2 separate regions of the Macaca mulatta genome follow, and region 2 is linked to region 1. Evidence: chromatin contacts called from public Hi-C data. All regions are on one chromosome and are shown on one strand. Each heading gives the region's core, a stretch centred on a gene start, on an enhancer-like site or on the middle of the called end of the contact. The rest is flanking DNA. Distances are from core to core; before and after follow the strand shown. Region 1 overlaps ARHGEF28 (Rho guanine nucleotide exchange factor 28). Region 2 holds the start of ENC1 (ectodermal-neural cortex 1).

What was found. Hi-C and Micro-C count contacts between places; a contact is called where the count stands out from the background.
Region 2: a contact with region 1 is called in a Hi-C map of sperm, with 3 times the contacts expected there. The contact joins the promoter of ENC1 here to the enhancer-like site in region 1. A contact is called at or near these places in 9 of 14 Hi-C or Micro-C datasets (CD4 T cells, blood, fetal cortex germinal zone and 4 more).

What each region holds. Positions count from the first base shown.
Region 1 is chr6:80,289,778-80,295,478 of T2T-MMU8v2.0, reverse strand. It overlaps ARHGEF28 (Rho guanine nucleotide exchange factor 28), which reads right to left. Exons shown (of 36, transcript XM_078004863.1): 34 at 2,811-3,296; 35 at 1,130-1,433. Among named protein-coding and RNA genes, the nearest start is that of ARHGEF28, 280 kb to the right of the region's middle. Within about 2 kb of position 2,953, at least 3 of the 40 cell types and tissues checked have an H3K27ac peak or open chromatin away from gene starts, as enhancers often do.
Region 2 is chr6:81,022,567-81,028,780 of T2T-MMU8v2.0, reverse strand. ENC1 (ectodermal-neural cortex 1) reads left to right here and starts at 1,733. Exons shown (of 3, transcript NM_001260583.1): 1 at 1,733-2,145; 2 at 5,934-6,214. The coding sequence starts at 5,947.

The DNA.
Region 1 (5,701 bases), core at 1,704-4,203:
TTTATCTAAAGAATATTTGAAACAATACTTTAAAAAACTATTTCATTCTCTCCTATATGCTGACAAGAAATAAGAATGTTACCACAGTGACTTAAGTAATGTAAAGAATTAGTCACCAGTAAGAATCAACATCTTTTGGATCAGTAATAAATCAACTTATAAGCAGTGTCAGAATTATTACTCTTGAATTGGGGGAAGCCAAATACCTTCTTTTTTGTTGCTGAAAAATTATCCTCCAACTGACAATCTAAGAATATATATTAAGCATAGAAACAAATCTGTATCCAGTTCTGAAGACTTCTATACTACTGCTTGTTTTATGTTTCTGAAACATTTTGCTGTGGGTGATTTATTTCATATCCATGTGGCCAGCCATTTGTTTATTCTATTGCATACCATCTGTTTTTCAGTAGAGAGGTTTCAAGTTCTTCTCATTCCCTACCTCATGTCCCACAGAAAACAATTTATAATAGACATAGATTTAAATCATTCGGATTCATGTAGAGCTGGTAACACGAGCTGCCTTTCATTTATACTTGGCAAATGCTTTAATGGGATTAGCAAATTGTGTTATTATGAGGTACTTGTGGAGAGACAACACCTTTTTTTTTTTTTCTTTTTTTTTTCTTTTTTTTTACAATGACAAATGATGTTAACAGTTTCATTTTGGGTGTTTAACAGCAGTACAGAAGATTTCACTAATGTTACAGGAAATTGCCCTGATAAAGTGCCACTACCAACCCTGTTGGTATCTTTTATTTCTGAGTGTCAACGTAGGTGTTTCAGGATGTAGTGGGGTCCACAATAGTGGGGAGTAAATACCAAGTTGCTTTACTTTTAAGAGGACATTATCATTTTAACCCACATATCTAAAAATCCTGTCTGGTTCTTACATGTTGTGAGCATTCGCTAAGCCCTATGACCATAGTCTCACTTGTCTAGGTAACTTACAAGCAAAGGCCGTCCCCAGACTTCTCCAAAGAAAAGTGAATGCCGCAAACTCCAGCTCATCAGTACCAATTTATTCCCATGCTAGGGAGGACTTTGATGCACTCTACACAAGAGCCAACCGTTCAGAGGGACAACTTCTTGTTCAAACTATACAGATGACATTTAAAGTGTTAATTACCATTTTTACAAGAATCCTTGCTGCTTTCGTGGAAAGGAAGTATCTGATGGCTGGACCCAGCGGCGGCTGTCCACAGTTCGTGACTGACATTCGAAGGCTGAGAAGGGTCCATCTTGAGGTCTACTTGATTTTCACTAGTCCTTACCAAGTCAGAAGGAGATCGAGTTGTGGGGTAAGTGGCATCCTGATGTATAACTGATGGATTCGGTTTGTTGAAAGTGTTAAATGACATTTGTACTAAAGCTTCATTGATGAAGAATGAGTTTTCATGACACAAACTCTCAGATCGATTAAGTTCCATTACCTATGGAAAGAAACAGAGGAAAAGTACAATAATTTTTCTAACTTATACAAGTTTCATAAAGTATTTATTCCTGAGAGAATCTTAGGAATCAAGATTTCAGTAAAAGTAAGGTCAAGATTACCACTTCTTTTCTCCCCCCACCCCATCCTCTTTTAATGAGCTAGTACCAAAAACTTCAATTTGTTATGCATGGCATGTCTTTAACAAAAAAAAAAAAAAAAAAAAAAAAAAGAGTGGCGAGAGTGGCGTTCTATGACATTAAAGTGTTTCCACTTTATTTTAATCAGAGAAAGCAGCATTTTTTACTTTTGCTAAATAAAAAAGTTGAAAACATATCCATATATACATGAGGAGTTAGCAATAAACATAATTTAGCCAACTTAAAAGGAAAAACAGATTGCAACAGAGATCTTGTAAGCTTATCAACTTCTACAACTTCATGCACTATCAATAAAAAAACATACATGCTCATAACACAGGAAAATAAACTCCTGGGACCAATGGGATTGTCAAGCATGGTTAGAAAAGATGCAAATAAATAACTCTTACTAGTGAAATGGATTTTGAATTTACTATATCAAATTTACAAAGAGAGAATAAGCTCGGCATAACAGAATAGTATTATACTTGCTAAATTCAGTGCCTATAGTATTTATTAATAGTTAATTGATCTTCTAAAAGCTACTTCTACATAGAACTCTTAAGACAGATCATATAAAGACAGTCCTTCAAATACTGGGAAAGAGCAAGCTCACGGTGAGTGTGACTCCAGGACAAACCCACTTGGGCCTTTCTAGGACAACTAGATTCTATGTTTGTTCCTTAGGTAAGGGCATCTCAGGCAGAGTGCAGTGATCCCATAGGACCTGGGCCCTTACACTGTCCATTTTTTTTGAAACGGAGTTTCACTCTTGTCACCCAGGCTGGAGTGCAATGGCGCAATCTCGGCTCAATGCAACCTCTGCCTCATGGGTTCAAGCGATTCTTCTGCCTCAGCCTCCTGAGTAGCTGGGATTACAGGCGCCCCCCCACCAAGCCCAGCTAATTTTTGTATTTTTAGTAGACACCAGGTTTCACCATGTTGGCCAGGCTGGTTTCGAACTCCCAATCTCAGGTGATCTGCCCGCCTCGGCCTCCCAAAGTGCTGGGATTACAGGCGTGAGCCACCGCGCTTGGCCCACACCATCCATATTTTAAGTCAACATGGATATGTACTGTCTCTGAAAGCTTCCCGCTTTGGCTACCTACAAATTGAGAAATCCTCATGAGGTCTTACACAAAAACCAAAATGACAGATGTGTGGTTAGTGTCCTAGGAACCCCCAGGCCCAGCCCTGTCTTTGAGAGGCTGCCTCACAGCACCCTAGAAGGTCCATACCTCGGGGCCACCTGGAAGGAACACCGCGGGCAGGCTCCTCTGCCGGCCGTGCTTCCAGTGGCTCAGCAGGCTCTGCTGGGCCTGCATCCTCGCCCGCTCCCTCTCTACCAGGCGCTGGCCCTCCCTCAGCCGCTCCAGGCTGTGCTGATACTCCTGGAGCTGGAGGTCCAGCTCCCCACGGCTCCGCAGCAGCAGCTCCTCCTGCGACTGGCACTCCCGCTCCCGCTCCTGCAGCCAGCTCTCCTTGGCCGCCTGCGCCCGCTGCTGCTGGTCACACCTGCGGAGCCAGCGCCGCTGCTCCTGCTGGAGCTGGTGCTGGAGCTGATGCACGTTGGCCAGCTCCTCATGCTGCCTGTCCGCGTCGCGGGACTTCTGGTCCTGCAAAGGGCCGCCTCGGAGGACAGAGTGGCCGAGAGACAGGCCCTCCTGCTGCTCGAGAACCAGCCTGTGGATCTCAATGTGGCTGTCCTGAATGGTCAAGGCGGCCTGTCAGAGCAGACAGAGGAAAAATAATCAAACACAGGCTTCCATTGTTATTGTTTACGCTTTCCGCTGGAACTACCTCGAAACACAAAACGCAGGCCCGAACTCATTTCTCTTAATATTTCTGGCCTTTTCCTAAGTTACCTCCAAAGGCAAGATTTGTGGCATTCCACAGAGGCTTGTCTACATATGTCCTAGGGGTATGACCTGTGAATTCATAGAGAAAAGAAACAAAGCCCAAAAGCTGTATCATCCTCTCCTATGGAAAGGTAATTTGGTGCTGGTTGTTGGGTGATAGTTAAGCCAGTCTCCCGAATACGAACTCGGCATGTAAATTCACAAGGCTGTGCATTCCTGTTCTACATCTCACTCTCTTGCTGAGGTCTCCCTAGTCAATCGTTCATGAGAACTTAAGAATCCACATAAACCTAGTAGTATCCTTTCTTTGAGTCCCAAACCAGAAATTACTTGAGCTACATTGCATTACAAAGACATAAAAATAAAAATCAACTATTTGGAGACTTTTGGTAAATAATGTTTTTATAACATAATGCCTGAGAATAGCAGTTAATACCATTTTTAGGAGATACGTAAGTGGCTAAAGCTAGTCTCATTACTGTTACATCTTTGTATTATAGCAGGAAGGTCATGCACACAAAAACTAAGCTGAAATTTATTTGTTTAATAGATCGCTAACAGGAGGCTGAAATGATGAAGGGAAAATAGATACTCTAAAGCCCAGAGGACATTACCAACCAGATTAAAAAAACATTTTGAGTTACGGTATCTGCCTATGAAAAGTTTGGCAACATCACAGGAAATAATTACCAAGATTTGGAAAGATTCCACAAAACCAAAAAGATCTCTGTGAATGCCCTTGGAAGCTTTTAATTTTAAAAGTTCCCATTTAGAGTGCAAAGCAGAACAGAAGGGACAAATTGAAAATGGACACATACTGGGTATGTGTGTATGTTTTGACTCCATATGAGAAATCATTACTCTCCTAGGGATAAATTCACATTTTTCCTTCCTCAGAATTTTTTAAACTGTCCATATAACAGATATTGGGAAGATGGGGATTTGACCATAAGTTCTTTGTCAGCTCAGCAGTTTCCTATACTTTTGAAAGTTAAAGAACTAAGGTATATTTTAAATTCATACTTGTCTTGGAATACGACTCAAAAATGTATTCACTGGGGCCTTTTGAAAGAAAATTCATATTTTTAAATTTGGAAATTAATCTTTAAAATTTCAGACACATGACTAGTTAGTGGCTTTTGGGAGTTGTTATAAATAAAACAATGATTATCATTCAGAATAGGTATTAATTACTATGATCTTTAAATATGAAATAATGAGCATGCAATAAACCACTTAGGACTCTGTTGATCTGGCTAAATAAAATTGTAGACTTTACATCACCACTTAACTCTAATAAATCCTAAGGGACAGTATGGTAAGACAAACAAAAATCCAATACTTTCTAGGTCAAAACTACCACAACAACGCTCACGTAAGGGTTACAGTTATAGTAATTAAGTGCTGCTGTGAGGTACTCTTCATGTCTATCTAACATTTGGGATAAGGCCATTCTTTTCCCTTGTATAGAGGTGGAATCTGAAGATTGGATATTCATCTAAATTTAAATATTCATTTAAAGCTAAATGAATAATCTTCACACTTAAAGTTTACATTTATATTTAGGACAGAGAACAGCACTTGCTTTTCAAGTTTAGGGAAATTCCCAATTCACTCGCTTAACTTTACTTTGCTAGAATATCTGTGTCTTTTCCTTTTTGCCCTGTCTATGCCTCATTTATAACTCTATTTTCCTAATACAGGGATCAAATTTCATTCCACCTGATTCAAAATTGTTTATATAAAAACTTCAGTCACGTATAAGACATTCAGCTTCAAAAAAGACGACTGTGCCATGAACAGAAATCTTTCAAAGCCCATGGCCTTGGACCAGCTCAGAAGCTCTGGTTAGGTTAGGAGAATTCACTGTAGACTTTGATATTTCCCATGTTGCTTTAACCTAATGTGTTGCAAAAATTAGGTCATTCAGGTGATCAAGCTTTTCTGGACCTTGAATCTACACAGAGCTGCACTCAGGGTTGAAAAGAAGACACATGACCTGTGAGTGTTTTCATCAGGCAACACCAGCCAGAATGCTCAATGTTTTCATCCCCCAAGTTAATGGCTGCTGCTCAAACTGTATCCCTTCTCAGCTGACATTTAAAATAAAGATTATTTGTCTTACATGATACATTGATTTCTAAGAACATCAACCCCAGAACCGCACCTCTAGCCCAAGACACTAAAAGCATTCTCACTAAATCTTGAGCAAGACAAAGAGCTTGCTATCACCACTATTATTTAACACATTTTTAAAAGTCCTAGCCTAA
Region 2 (6,214 bases), core at 484-2,983, 730 kb before region 1:
CTATCTCTGGAGTCTGCAGTTTCCATCTGTCTGGTCTTCGCTTCAGAACCTGGGTGCTGCTTGCCCGCGCTCTGTAACCTCGCAGCCCCCCTGACTCTCCATTCGCGGTTCTTGCCATGAATTGATCCGGGCTGTGTCTGTGAAGCAGCCTCGAGCCGAGACTGACTCTGCATTAAAAATATATATATTGAAAGGTTCGTGGTGAGGCTGCCGAGTTAATGCTAACAAAGGACTTCAGAGGGCACTGTCTTTCTTTGTTTGCAAGGAGCGAAATTTCTCGGCGCAAATACCAGGAGGGAACAAGGGTAAAGGAAAGTGAAATTAGAGTGAAGAACTGACAGTCTTGGTTTCAGCAGTCTGGACTCTGGAAGCACCACGGTGGGTCCTCTGTAGCCAGTTTAAACCGCTCCTGCACCTAGTGTTTTAAAGCAAGCTGGGAGGCGAAGCGCGGGCGCTCGGGGACGCGCGAACCCGGGGACGGAATTAACTCTGTCGTGGGGCCCTCACTCTCGAGCTGCAGAGCTGGGACACTGTTGCTAAGTGACTACGAGCCAGGCAACTCACATCTCCCTGGGCCTCGGTTTCCCACCTGTAAAACAAGGGAGCTGGACCAGTCATCTATCCCGTTCCTTTATACACTTAATTCCAAACACCGAATAAAAAACAGACATTTTAGCTCCCAGTGGAAAGACAAGTCTCTAGTTGCAAAGATAAATGGGATTCGTAAAAGTGATCACCACGCGAGATTATTTTTCGAATCGCCTTCCTTTCTCCTGGCACGCGGGGCTATTAAACGTGTGTGTGCGCTGAGCCATTTCTTTACTGAACTCCAAACTACCACCACCGAGCGATAAAAAACAGGAGAGGGTGATGGAGGCTTTATCGCTAGGAGAGGAGGTGGCGTGGCTGCTGCTTTGAGGAGTTCACTTTGAATCAAGCGGCCGCGGCGATTGGCTGAAAAGCACGTGGTGCGCGCCCCGCAGAACTGCACCCCGGCTGCCGCTGCAGTCGCCTGGCTTAGGGCAGAGTCCAGCCGTGGGTGCCGCACCCGCTGGGGAATGGGGAGGGAGGACACATGGGAAATGCCTGGGGCTGGAGTCTCTTTGGCTCTCTGCCAGTAAGAAACTTAAAAGTCCTGGCTTGCTCAACCCGAGTGTCCCCAAAGCTTTCAGACTTTTGCCCTTCCATTGCCACTATCTCTCCCCACTCTGGGCGTCCTACCCAAGGAGCTATCTATGCGTGCCCAGGGCTTGTCCTGTGGATATCCAGCTCGCCCCTTGCTGCCCTTTTTAGAGCATCGCGCGGGCTCTGGCATCACCGAGCGTACAACGCCGGGCTGCGCTCCCCTGAGGTGCGTCCCTCAGATCCGGGACTGTCCATTAACCAGGCTGGCTCAGAGAGGCGCAGACACACTCGAACCCGGGAAAACTTATTTTATTCTCGGTTCCCGGGGTTGCAGCTGCCAGCGGCTGAGACAGCGCGTCCGCTTTGTCTCTCTGCAGTCCCCGCAGCCCCCCTCTCCCGCTTCCTCTCCCGATTAACTCCCCCGACACGCTCTTCCCCAGCTCCTCTCCTCCTCCCACTCCTTCTCCTCCTCTTCCTCCTCCTACACCACGGGCCGCGCTAATGCGCTTCCTCCCTCCCCCGGTGTCGGTCTCTTTGCATACGCGCCCCCTCCCCTCCCCGCCGCGCCACTTATAGCGGGGCGCACCGCGGCGGGGCGCAGACTGCTCTGGCAGCCGGAGAGGAGGCGGTGCGGCGGTGGCGCTGCGGAGACCGGGTCCAGACGCCTGGCGGCAGCCGGCGCACAAGGCGCTTTCTAGCTCCCTCCCCCGAGCACACAGCCCGCCTCCTTCCGCGGCGCCTGCAGTGGCAGGCTTGCTCTCCGCTCCGGTGACGCGCTCCGGTAGACGCTCTGCGGGTCCTGGACGCCGGGTGCGCGGCGTGGGGACAAGAGGCAGAGGCGAACGCCAGCGGTAGCCAGTCCGCGAGCCATCGTTCGGGGCGCAGTCCTCTCCCCGGCTGGCGCTCCTTTCTCCGGGGCATTCGCCACCGCTTCCCGGGGCTGAGACGACCGATTCGTCGCCTCCTTGCCCGTGACCGACGCTAGAACTCAGTTGTGCGTTGCGGCCAGTCGCCACTGCTGTAAGTTTCCCCCACTGCCCCGGACCTGTTGCAGGCGCTGCCGGCTTCAGGGGCTGCTTCGGCTGCAGGGGTGTGTTCGCGAGGGGTGAGCGTGCTCCGGGCAGCCGGCAGCTTCCACTTGAGGCCAGGGGGAACTCTTCTAGGTGCGGAGACCATGGTGCCCGCCGCTGCCCTTCCACAGCAGGCAGGAGCCGGGCATCGCCAGAGAGGTCGACCGGTGGTGCAATGTCCGGGGCGAGCCGCTGGGGAAGCGAGGAGCAGAGCTAAGGATACAGTCAGCCTCTCTCCTCCGCGGAAAGCAGCGCTTTCCTGGGGGTGAATGTCGCGCTGCGTCGCTCCCCGCAGCCTCCAGGGCGGAGCGCGCGGAATCGTTGGCCCACGTTGCATCCTTCCCGGCTCAGAGGAAAGTTGGGGCCACGCACAGACACCCTGAGAGCGGGCATGTTCACTGCGGCGGAAATGTCTTATAGAGAATGAATGAAAACTGTTTTCTGAAAAACTAGTTTCTTGATCTGTCGTGTTAACATTATTAGTTACAAAGGACAGGAATTGGGCGGGGAGATGAAACATTGAATTTATCCACATGCAGTTTGGTGTCACACAGGCATGGCCAGCTTGTTAAATAGCTTTGCAAGTGTTAATAAAAAGACTCTGGCAAGAAGCTACTTTTGTTAACAAGATCTTTATAATGTTCTGTTGTTACCGGTAATATAAATGCCCAGAAAAAAATCTGCCTAGTTTCTCTTTTGATTGGATTGAGATCAGGTTCAAAACCTGGAGAAGCGTGCGGGACGCTAAGCATTGGAGGCAGAGAGCCTGAATTAGGAGCATGAAGTGAACTGAAGTTACTGTAACTGAAGCCCTTTTGATGTTCACAGTAATAGCCCTTTTCTCTGTCTTCTTTGTAGACGCAGATTAAGTATAAGTGTGCATTTTCTTGGCCACTTACTTGATATGCAAATGTGATTTCTCTGGGGGCTTAAAAATGCTGGAAAGATGATTCATTTTATGTTGAAGGTGTGTTCAGTGACTTGTATACGTGGTTTCTGCTGATATTTTGAAGTTTGCACACTTTTAAACCAGAAAGCAAGTATTTCCCCTTGGGTTTCCAAGTTTACTTTTTATTTTAATCAAACATTTTTGCAAGAATGTTGATTGTGATTTTGGCTGTGACGTGCTTTTCCATCTGGATGGTATCCAAGATGACAGGCTAGGCTCTTCCTTCTGGCTTGTTGGGCCAGCCTGGAACATACAGGAGCATAAACACAGGATGTGGAGAGATGTAGATCCTATATCCTAAGGTCTTCTAAACAAATTGTTTTCTTAGCTGTAGGTCTGGTTGTGAATGTTGTTTTGCACCATCCTGAATCTAATGTTCAGGGAAATGTGTTCTGGGCCCAGCATGATTCCAGCTCAACGTGTAAGCATTTTGGTGTCTGTGCACCTAGTTTCAGGGAACCTCATTATTCCTTCAGTCAGGGCAGCATTTGCTCTTCGCCTGAGAGGCAGTAGCTTCATAGGAGGATGTAGACAGTCTATCCAGGTTTAGACTTAAAGTCTTCCTCCAAATACTTCAGACTGAATGTACTAATTAAAATAACAACTACAGTGGTGGAGCATTGAGAATGCTAATGGATGTTTTAACCCTTTGGAAACCTGATGCATTCCCCTAGGTTCACATGGTCATTTTCCAGAACACTGGGCATTGGTTAGAATGGAGTAGACAGTAGACACTTAGCCTGAGGTGGGAGTGAGGCTGGCTCCTCACCATTTTTTATATCCCAAGTCACTGTGGAGATTACTGGGTGCTTTGTAAAGTCTTCCTAACACTGTAGCTCTAGGACTTTGTTGCTTCCTTTCTTCCACTAAGCCATGTTTACTCATCATAAAAAATTACATTCCAAAAAGGAAAGAAAACTAGTTGCATCACCTAATGGCGTGAGGTATATGTGTCCTGCCCCTGCCTTTGTGGTTTTCTGTGCAGTCTCACAGCGGGGCTCACATCTGGTTGGGGAGGTGCAAGTTAGTATTTTAGCCCATGAATCTGTGGCAAATCATTCATTTGCATTTATTAATAATTCTTAGAATGTAAATTTAAAAATATCTGAATGGTTAAAGGAAACAGAGTTTCAGCTGCGCTTTCAGGACTGGCTGTTCTGTGTCTGGAACAGATACTGTAACCAGCCACACAGTTTACCCTCTGGGGATAAACAACGGGATAAACAGCTTCCTTAGGAATCCTTGGACAGGCAGCTTCTTGAGGACTTCATTCCTTTGAAGTAACAGAGGGGTGGTATGAAAGAAAAGGATGAAGGCATGTGATTCAGTTTTTGAAGATGGATGACAAGCATTTCCTATGTCTCTAGCCTACTGTTTTCTTACTGAAGAAAGCCAAAAGATAGCATTAGATTCTACTATAATTTCATTGTAGATACTGAGGAAAGCACTGTAGTCAGCAAATAAATTCTGGGGTGGTCCTAAATGAACAACAGCTGGCAAAATACACACACACACACACACACACACACACACACACAGAGAGAGACACGTATTTTTTGATTTAAATAAAGCAGTGTTTGCATTTTGAACTCCCTCTATGCAGGTGCCAGCATTTGCAGATATATAGGAACAGTCCTGGTGATGCACTATTTAATCAAAAGACAGGGGTGGATCTTTTGTTCTTGCAAATGGTTTTCCAAGAATTGATATAAAGCGGGAAGAACAGAAAACAGCAGTCATGAGTATGCTACTCAAAATATTCTTCTTTTTATGTGCCAAATCCTCACATTGGAAGCTGTCCAGAGCAAGACAGGTAGTTGGTGATTATGGCCAGAATTTATTCCGTGCTTTGACTAAAGGCTTGCTGATCAATATATGGGTATTCAAATTGGGGTGCTTTTAGGACTCCTCAGTGGTAGAGCTGTGTGGTTAGAAATTAATCTTTAACTTGGGATGCCGAGGTGGGAGGAGCAGGAGTTTGAGACCCTGTCTCTACAAAAAATACAAAAAATTATCTGGGTTTGGTGGTGCACACCTTTAGTGCCAGCTACTCGGAAGGCCGAGGCAGGAGGATCACTTGAGTCCAGGAGTTCGAGGCTGCAGTGAACTGTGATTGCACCACTGCACTCAAGCCTGGGTGACAGAGCGAGACTTGGTCTCAAAAATATGTATAAAATGAAATACATTATCTGTAACATTTAAATAAAGGTCTGATCGTTGCAGAAGTTGGCCTTACATTTCCCATTTACTGTATGTGCCGGGAGATTGGGTCTTACCAAAGGAATTCTTAATGGAATTAATTATTAGGTGTTTGTTTTACACATGGCTTTATGTTGCATGAGGCATGAAAGCCAGTGCCCATCCTGGCATTATGAGAGCAGGAGACCTGGCATTTTAAGTGGCCCGCAGTGAATCAGCTGGACTACGACAGGGAGCTGTGAGAATGAGACCTCACTCTTGGCTTTTGCTGACTTATATTCTAAAAGACTTCAATGGCCTGAAAGTTGGCAATCAGGTTTTCCAAGATGAACCTGCTTTTTATGCAGTGATTTTTTTTTTTTTAAATGGTGCAGAGTTCAAATAGCTCAACAGTATTACAGTGAATATCTTTCCTTCTGGGTAGCTGTCTCTGGCTTTGTCCTGGAATGGCCATACACTATTCTAGAATAGTAGGTGGCATGGTCAACTACAAAGTGTTCTGTTTTTTGTCCCAAACCATTGTTGCTTTCGTTCTGCTGTTCTGAACATCAGGAGCATCATTTTCAATTTATTATTATTATTATTTTTAGGAGTGGAAACAAAATGTCAGTCAGCGTGCATGAGAACCGCAAGTCCAGGGCCAGCAGCGGCTCCATTAACATCTATCTGTTTCACAAGTCCTCGTACGCTGACAGCGTCCTTACTCACCTGAATCTTTTACGCCAGCAGCGTCTCTTCACTGACGTCCTTCTCCATGCCGGAAATAGGACCTTCCCTTGCCACCGGGCAGTGCTGGCTGCGTGCAGTCGCTACTTTGAGGCCATGTTCAGTGGTGGCCTGAAAGAGAGCCAGGACAGTGAGGTCAACTTCG